Linked DNA regions of Sus scrofa: all the other regions are linked to region 1. The links are chromatin contacts, called in public Hi-C maps. All regions are on one chromosome and are shown on one strand. The core of a region is the stretch at or near the end of the contact, and the rest is flanking DNA. Distances in the headings are between cores, read along the strand shown.

Region 1 (2,700 bases), core at 54-2,553:
CACCTAATCTCTACAGAATATCCTAGCAACAAACACACTGCTTGAATGTGGTAGCCAGTCACTAACAGCTTTAGGATAAATGACTAAACCCTCCACATATACTTAAAAACGTTCTGTCTAAACCCGTGCGATCCACTCACATATAACTACTTAAACTTAAATCAATTAAATTTTAACATTCAGCTCCTCAGGTGCACAAGCTGCATCTGAAGTTCTCAGCTACACCTGGCTAGCAGCTACTGCAGAGGGTAGTTTAATATAAAGCAATACCATCGCCACAGAAAATTGTACTGACAGTTCTGGTCTGAACATTCAAACATTCTTAAACATCAGTCACGAGGTACACACAGTAGGTGTAATTCATAGGACAGGAAACTATACAAGGTAAACACAGATCACAAGGTTAAGACAAGGTTAATGAATTAACAGTGCCTTCACGTGTTTCTTGTGTATGTCTAAATAGCTGAAAAATAACCACGTATTCGACTCCAGAAAAGACAGGGAAATAGTTAAAAGCCCTGATTCTGAGTGTGAATACTGGCTGGATATCCATTGTTTTCTTGACTATGAAACTACCTCAAAAAGTTGTGAACTAAATGAGATGCACGTGGAGCCCAAGCTTAACACAGAGTACTTGCTCAAGCCACTGTTACTATTATTGCTGTTACTGTTAATTTTAGCCTACACAAGACGAAACACCTAGACCATCTCAAAACAAGCCTGTTAGCAGCGAGGGGGCGCCTTACTTAGGTGGAGGTCGTATTAGTAAACAGTTCACTCATCCTCCAATCCCATTCCCCGGGGCGAGTTGCGTCCTTACCACGGAGCCGCCCGGGAAGGCTGCCAGCCTTTATGCCCCCACTGCAGAGTTCCTCAGCATCGACAAACACCGTGTCTTCATCATCCTCCACATCCTCCCTCAGATAATCATCTTCCGCCTCCAGCAGGTCCTTGGGTGGGAGCAGAGGTCCCTGCAGCTCGCGCAAGGGCTGACTCAACAAGACACGCTGACTAAACGAGGCCATACTCGATTTTCCCCAGCTCAACCCAAATTCCGGAAAACCGGGCGGCGTAGACGCCCAAGATCAGCCAATCAGCTCTGCGACCGCAGGACCATCAGCTTCCAGGGGGGTGGGTGAAATGCATGAAGTGGGTTAAATGTATACGAATGGATGGAAGCTAGAGACTTGAGGTGGTGACTACGCTGCAGTGTGCAAATATGTTGAACTCTGATGCTGCACACCTGAAATATATTTTTAAAAGAAGACGAACAGCTTTCCCGAACGCTTCCCCTCCCCCCGCGGCTGGCTTGCGCCGAGTGGATGGGGCGGTGTCTAAGCTCCGCCCCAAGCCTCCAGCGGAGGATGGGCATAGGATGGAGCAGGGCGAGGGCGAGGCAGAGAAGGGGGCGGGGCAGAGAAGGAGGGGCTCTTTCTCTTGGCTCCGCCCCGCAGCCTTGCCTAAGGCTTCGCCAGGTTCTTGGAAGAAACTAATTGGGCAGCGGCCCAGGTGACGCTTGTGGATCCGCTATCGCACCGCGTGTCCTGCGTAGAGAGAACCGCGAGAGAAGACCAATCTAGCGAGCCTAGAAAGCCCGGAAAAGCAAGCCCTTCCCGACGACTCCAAAACAAAAATCCAAATGCCCTTCCGCCGCATTCTAAAGAGGAGAACCGCGAATCTCCGTCGGGAGATCTGTCCAGCCGTGACTGCTTTGGGCCACTATTTCTTTCAGGAATTAAATTTATATGATCAAAGGCCTTTTAATCAAGATACAGATCTCAGGTCCCATTGCATATCCATTGTATGGGGATCTAGGACAGGGACCCAGGATTGTTTTAACGCATATTTCGAGTTGTCCATTTTGATGCTCTGCCAGGTTTGGAAAGCACTGGACAAGATGACTTTCTAAATCCTCTTTATCATTTCATCTGTGAGTACAGTCTGGCCGCCCAAACTTATTCAAGTTGGGCTGCTGCCTACTCACAGTCAGGCAAAAAAGTGTGTCTACTAAACAGCCCAGGGTACAGACAGGAAAGGAAGAAGACAAGTAGAAGTGGTTTAAAAAGTTATACCGGAAAGTTCCCTGGTGGCACAGTGGATTAAGGATCCGGGGTTGTCATTGCTGTGTCTCCGCTCACTGCTGTGACTCCGGTTCCATCGCTGGCCTGGGAACTGCTGCATGCTTCGGTTCAGCAAAAAATAATATAAAAAGTTATTCTGGAGCCATGGTTCCCACACTTGAAAGTCATGGTATTCTTTGAGGAACACCATAGAATATATTGCTACATTACTATTTTAACGCTATTTATTATGAAATTACTCAATAATAAACCTAAAATAAATATACATACACTGCTAAATCCAAAGCACCTTATTCTAGATTCTAATATAGATAAACAACAGCCACTACCAAAGATTTTTCTTTAAACTTAGGGCACCTGAAACCAACACAACTGTAAATCAACTATGCTTCAGGTTTTTTTTTTTTTTTTCTTAAGGTGCTTCTTAAGGTGCTTTTGTTCCTTTTTTAAAAAATGTACATGAGAAAATACTAAAATTGATTTTTTCCCCCTTTGGGTACAAATGTCAATTTATGTTTCTTTGAGAAAAACTCTCCTTTGCATCAGTGTTTCCAAGGATTTTTCCTCTGAAGTTGAAGGTCACCTTCCTTAACAGTGGCGATGGCTCCTGTTGCCACCA
Region 2 (2,700 bases), core at 19-2,518, 130 kb after region 1:
AAAATGAGGATTTCGGAGTTCCCGTCGTGGCGCAGTGGTTAACGAATAAGACTAGGTACCATGACGTTGCGGGTTCAATCCCTGCCCTTGGTCAGTGGGTCAAGGTTCCGGCGTGGCTGTGAGCTGTGGTGTAGGTTGCAGACATGGCTCGGATCCTGCGTTGCTGTGGCTCTGGCGTAGGCTGGCAGCTACAGCTCCGATTGGACCCCTAGCTTGGGAATCTCCATATGCCGCGGGAGCGGCCCAAGAAATGGCAAAAAGACCAAATAAATAAATAAATAAATAAATAAAAAATAAAATGAGGATGTCAATTGTGGGTGGATCAAAGTAAACTCATCAAAAAAATTCCAAGAAATCCTGAGATGATAATATTCTGGGTATATCTACACCTTGTCTTCATATTGGAATGACAGCAATACCATGAACGTTCACATTGATCCATCCTATTTGTCACCATGATTTGTTTTATTAAGACAACATCCCCTCTTTCCCGTCATTGGTCTTGACTCTTTCCAACATATTCTACATTTAGCAGACAGTAATCTGGCCTTTATCTATTCAGCCTCATTCCTTGCCATCAGTGGCCTACTCCACCTGAACTTAGCTCCCTGGTAGACGCCACTTTGCAGATGTTGGTCCTTTGAGAACCTACCTCCATCACTCTGCTCTTCCCTGGTTGGTTCCTATTTGTATTCCAGGACTAAGCATTATCTCATTCAGAAAGCCTGGTTTACAGGAAGTGCTCAACAAGTTTAGGGGTTATTATTATTAAAGATCATGTAGTTAAGAGTTCCCTGGTGGCCTAGCAGTTAAAGGATATGGCATTGTCACTGATGTGGCTTGGATCACGGCTGCGGCACGAGTGAGATTTCTGGCCAAGGAACTTCTGCGTGCTGCAGGCATGGCCAACAACAACAACAAGATAGTGTAATTAAAATCAACTATACTTCAATAAAGGCAATGTAATTAAAGGTGTCTCCCCAGAGTGATTATTGGTGGAGTGTATGAATGAGATGAGTGTTTGTTGAATAAATGGATGAATAGGTCTTCGCTTTTATCACGTTAGCAACTTTCCAGGTCAGACGATGTAAGAAGCTGGTGGAAGAAAATGTGAGAAAACCTACACTTCAGATGACGCCGAGAATGTAATTCGTTTTCTCTCCCAACCTAACCTAAAGCACTCTCCTTTTTCTCAGCCTAACTGGATTCTTGAGGTGAGATCATCGATTAGCTGGGGCTTGGCTCGGCCGACGCCGCTCGGCTAGTTGGGGCTGGATCCTCCCTCCGGAAGTGGCTTGGAGGCCGTTGTGCCGGCGTCGTCTCCCTGGCTCGGCTGGGCGGCTGGGGGTTTCGCGCGGCCATGGCAGACCCTGACCCCCGCTACCCCTGCTCCTCGATCGAGGATGACTTCAACTATGGCAGCTGCGTGGCCTCCGCCAGCGTGCACATCCGAATGGGTACGTGGCCCCTCGCCGGGCCCCTCTCGGCCACCCTCGTCTGTCAGGCGCGCTGCGGGTCTCTGGGGGCGGGTTTCCGGTTTCCGAGGCGAGCATCCCCCACGGTGGTGCTCTGGAGACAGCGCCTGAGTCCAGGGGTTCAGACCGCAGCCTTCCGACCCTGCGGGTCCCCCATCTCGGAGGAAGAGCGTCCTCCCTCCGCAGGGGTCAGAGGGGGAGGAGAAGTGGTAGCCCCGCTGTGCTCTTTGACACCTGATCTGGAGTCCCTCAGTCTTCTTGGGTGTAGAAAGGGACAGCTGAATATTTCACAGCCTGAATCTGGCATCTTTCAATTAAGAGAAACCAAGGGTTACTTTTTTGGTGAAAATAAGCTTATTATGTGATCGTTGTGACGCACACCTGAAAGGAGTTACCTGCTTGAATGTTTTTGGTTTAGAACAGCGTTTCAAGTTTCTATGCCCTTGTCTGTCTTTGCCGAATCGTAAGATCTGTGAGGGCAGGCACCATATCTATTTCGTTGCTGTTTTTTCTCTGCAGGACCTAGAACTCAACATTTTGAGGCAGTTGCTGGAAGTGGAAGTTTCCTAAGACCATGTTAGTTATGTTACTATGCAATGTTCAGTGGGCAGAAATTATTTGAATTTAAAATGCTCAGCTTCATGCAAGTGGAATTCATTGTCTGCTCTAGTTCAGCCAGTTGGTCACGGAAGCTGCCTCAGGTTTTCATCCTATATGGCAGCTGGAACTTTTCCTGGAAGAGGAATTATGAAGAGATTATGCACAGAGAATCTTGATTCCTAGTATCTGTATTTCTAGAATTGAATTTTGAAATTATTTTGGCAAGTGGGCTCAGCTTTTAAATTAGAAAGTTGTAAATTGTGGTAAAATATGCATAACATTAAAATTTTACCATTTTAATTATTTTTAAGTACAGTACAGTATGTTAAGCATTTTCAGTGTCACCAGAATGTTTTTATCTTGCAAAACAAACTCTATACTCAGCAAACAACTTCCCACTTTCCCCTTTCCCTAGCTCCAGGAAGCCACCGTTCTACTTTTCTGTTCTGTGGATTCGACCACTCTAGATCCCTCATCTAACTGGAATCATACAGTATTTGTCTTTTTGTGACTGGTATATTTCAATCAGTACGTTTTTAGCAAGTGCATTCATTTTGTGGCATGTCAGAGTTTTTTTCCTTTTTAAGGCTGAATAATTTTCTATTGTATGTATAAACCACATTTT
Region 3 (2,700 bases), core at 86-2,585, 160 kb after region 1:
CTATCTGAAATTTAAAATACAATGTGAACATGTATTTTTGGCAGAGCCTTCTCCAATTTAAAATACAGTGTGAACATGTATTTTTGGCAGAGATGGCTAAGATCTAATATATGGTTAACTTATAAAATAGGAATCCACTTGCTCTATAGAAACTTAATTTCCCCTTTAAAGAAAGGTTTTTCAAGCATGCTTTTATTTTTATTTTTAAAAATTACTCAATGAATTTTATTACATTTATAATTGTACACGATCATCACAACCCAGTTTTATAGCATTTCCATCCTAAAGCCCCAGTGCATCCCCCACTCCCCAACAAGCATGCTTTTAAACACACACACAGACACACACACACTACATGTTATAAGCGTTTTTCACCCTGTTTAAAAAAAAACTAACAAAACACTTGCTGAATTCTGAGTTTAGTAATTTCCACATGATGCACGCTTTCTTCAAGGATGCAAATTTAAAGAAAAAAGTACCCATAAATTGTTTCAGTAAACTCTACTTGTAACCAGACAGGAGTTTACTAAGCCATGATTAAAGACAATTCAGACTATTTATTGGTATATATTGTAAATATCTAGAAAATACTGCTTACAAATAGTCCTGTGCATGTCTGAAATTTTTGTAAAAATGTGTGACCATTTGTTGGGCTCTTATATCCCCTATCTAGGATTATCAGCTTCATTCTATAGATAAGGAAATCCAGGCTCTGAGACATTACTCATACTACTCACAAGGAAGGGTTAGAACCATAAATCCCACAGACCTGCCTGGTTCTGAAGCCAATGTTTTAGGAGCATATGTAAAATTATAATAAAAACAACTAGTCAAGTTGTTTGTCATCAATGTGTCCTTCACCTAATTCATCTGTCCCAAGGCTTACATTGTGTCTGGTATACATTAAGGGAATATCTGAATTAGTTTGATCATTTTATCCTCTGAACTTGTCTTTGGACGGGAAAGGGGTTGTTTTGCCTAATAGCTTTAAGGTATAACTGATATACAACTAGTTACACATATTTAAAGGATACAATTTGACAAGTTTTGACATACAACTGTGAGACCATCACCTGGGATTGGGGAAATTTAAGGGCTACAAATAAAGAGGATCCTGAAGCAGGAGATTTAACTAAGAGACATAATCCCCCTCCTTGTCTGAAAAAGCAGCAGAGTGCCTGTTCAGTTCTGCTCACCAGCTAATCTGCTCCAAACGATTATCAGTTAGGAACACAGTCCGTTCAGGGAAGGGGGAGGTCCCAGCTCCTAACATGGGAAAAACAAGACCCAGTAGGGTATAAAAGTTGCTGAGAACAAGGACCTGGTGCTCAGACTCTGGAGGTGACTCCTCTGAGCCCACACTGGTGCTGAATAAACCTCGCTTTGCCACATTCCTGAGTGCCCTTTGTCTCCTTCTGCTGCCATGTTTCTGCAGTTTCTGTAACAATCTTAATTGGGCGATGCGAGGTGTGAGGCGAGAGGTGAGTTCTAAAGGTAGGCTCTCAGCTCTCTGTTGGACAGGCAACAAAGGAGGTCATCTGGCAGGGACCCCTCCTAGGATTAGTCTAGGGGTTGCCCCGCCCCCGTCCGGAAAGCAGGTCTCGCTGGAGCCGGATCCCCAGCCGGGGTTCCCCCGCTTTAAATCCGACTTTACAACCCACCTAGGAGGAGACAGACTACGTCCCCACTCGCCCTGAAGGCAGGAAGTGCGTCAGCCCCGGACTCCAGAGAACCCGCCTCTCCAGGCCATCCGGGGCATTTGGGCTCCCGGCGTGCAGCGGAGCTGGCTGCCCGGAAGGCGGAAGTTTAGGGACTTCCTGTCGGCGTGAGTGGCGTGTGGCGTCTAAGTTTCTGCGCTTTCTCAGGTGAGTTCTTTACCCCCTGACTCCAGTGGGGCTTGGGGTTTGGGACTCGATTCCGCTGCGAGTAGAGCGTCTTTTCTCAAGCTTAGTCCCTTTTTGGGCAAGCTTGATCCTGGCCTAGAGACGCAGGCCTCCTGGAGGGATCGGGCCTGCCGTGGTCTTGGTGACGGCCCTCGGGCTTCCCGGTCCTCTGTGGGAAGTGGAGGCTTTCCTTAGTCGTTCAGTCACGGTCAGGTTAACCTCGGCTGTCGAGGTTGTGTGCTGCCACCCTTATGTCCCTGCTCCTCTCAGGGCTTGGGTACTCTGGGGAGTGAGTGAATTTGTGATTGCTGGCATCCAAAAAATGTTACTCCACCAGTCATATGTTCAACAAATATTTGTTTAAACTTTACTATGTGTAAAGGGCTATACATTGGAAGATCCAGCGATGAATAGGACGTATTTAGCCCCTGTCTTTGTCGTGTTGCAGGAGAAGGGAAGTGTCACGTCCTGGGACCTGCAGGGATCCTTAGGACCGACTGCCAGTCAGGGTTATTGGCTTCCATCAGGAAAGAATTCAAGAGCAAACCAGAGTAAAGGGAAAGCAAGGTTATTTAGGGATACGCATACCATAGGCAGAATGCAGACAGTCCCAGAAAATGAGAGCTGGCCTAGGGCAGGAGGTCGTCCAGAAAAGTGAGAGCCGTCTGGAGCGGGGGTTGTATATTTTTATGGGTTAAGTGTTTTTTAAAAGCTCTGGAATGAGAGAAGGATGGGCATTTCCCAGAAATTGGGCCACTGCCCACTTTTTGGCCTTTTCTGTTTCTCCTCGAAACTGTCATGGTGTAAGGGGAAATGA

What was found. Hi-C and Micro-C count contacts between places; a contact is called where the count stands out from the background.
Region 2: a contact with region 1 is called in a Hi-C map of skeletal muscle, with 7 times the contacts expected there. The contact joins the promoter of TMBIM4 here to the promoter of HELB in region 1. A contact is called at or near these places in 1 of 5 promoter capture datasets (liver), 6 of 47 Hi-C or Micro-C datasets (heart right ventricle, liver, mesenteric adipose tissue and 1 more) and 1 of 2 datasets of contacts at active chromatin or transcription factors (skeletal muscle).
Region 3: a Hi-C map of liver shows a contact between it and region 1, with 4 times the contacts expected there. The contact joins the promoter of LLPH here to the promoter of HELB in region 1. A contact is called at or near these places in 2 of 47 Hi-C or Micro-C datasets (heart right ventricle and liver).

What each region holds. Positions count from the first base shown.
Region 1 is chr5:30,643,981-30,646,680 of Sscrofa11.1, reverse strand. It overlaps HELB (DNA helicase B), which reads right to left and starts at 1,303. Exons shown (of 13, transcript XM_003126364.4): 1 at 821-1,303. The coding sequence starts at 1,025.
Region 2 is chr5:30,510,126-30,512,825 of Sscrofa11.1, reverse strand. TMBIM4 (protein lifeguard 4) reads left to right here and starts at 1,268. Exons shown (of 7, transcript XM_003481653.4): 1 at 1,268-1,457. The coding sequence starts at 1,361.
Region 3 is chr5:30,484,169-30,486,868 of Sscrofa11.1, reverse strand. LLPH (protein LLP homolog) reads left to right here and starts at 1,335. Exons shown (of 3, transcript XM_003126360.5): 1 at 1,335-1,865.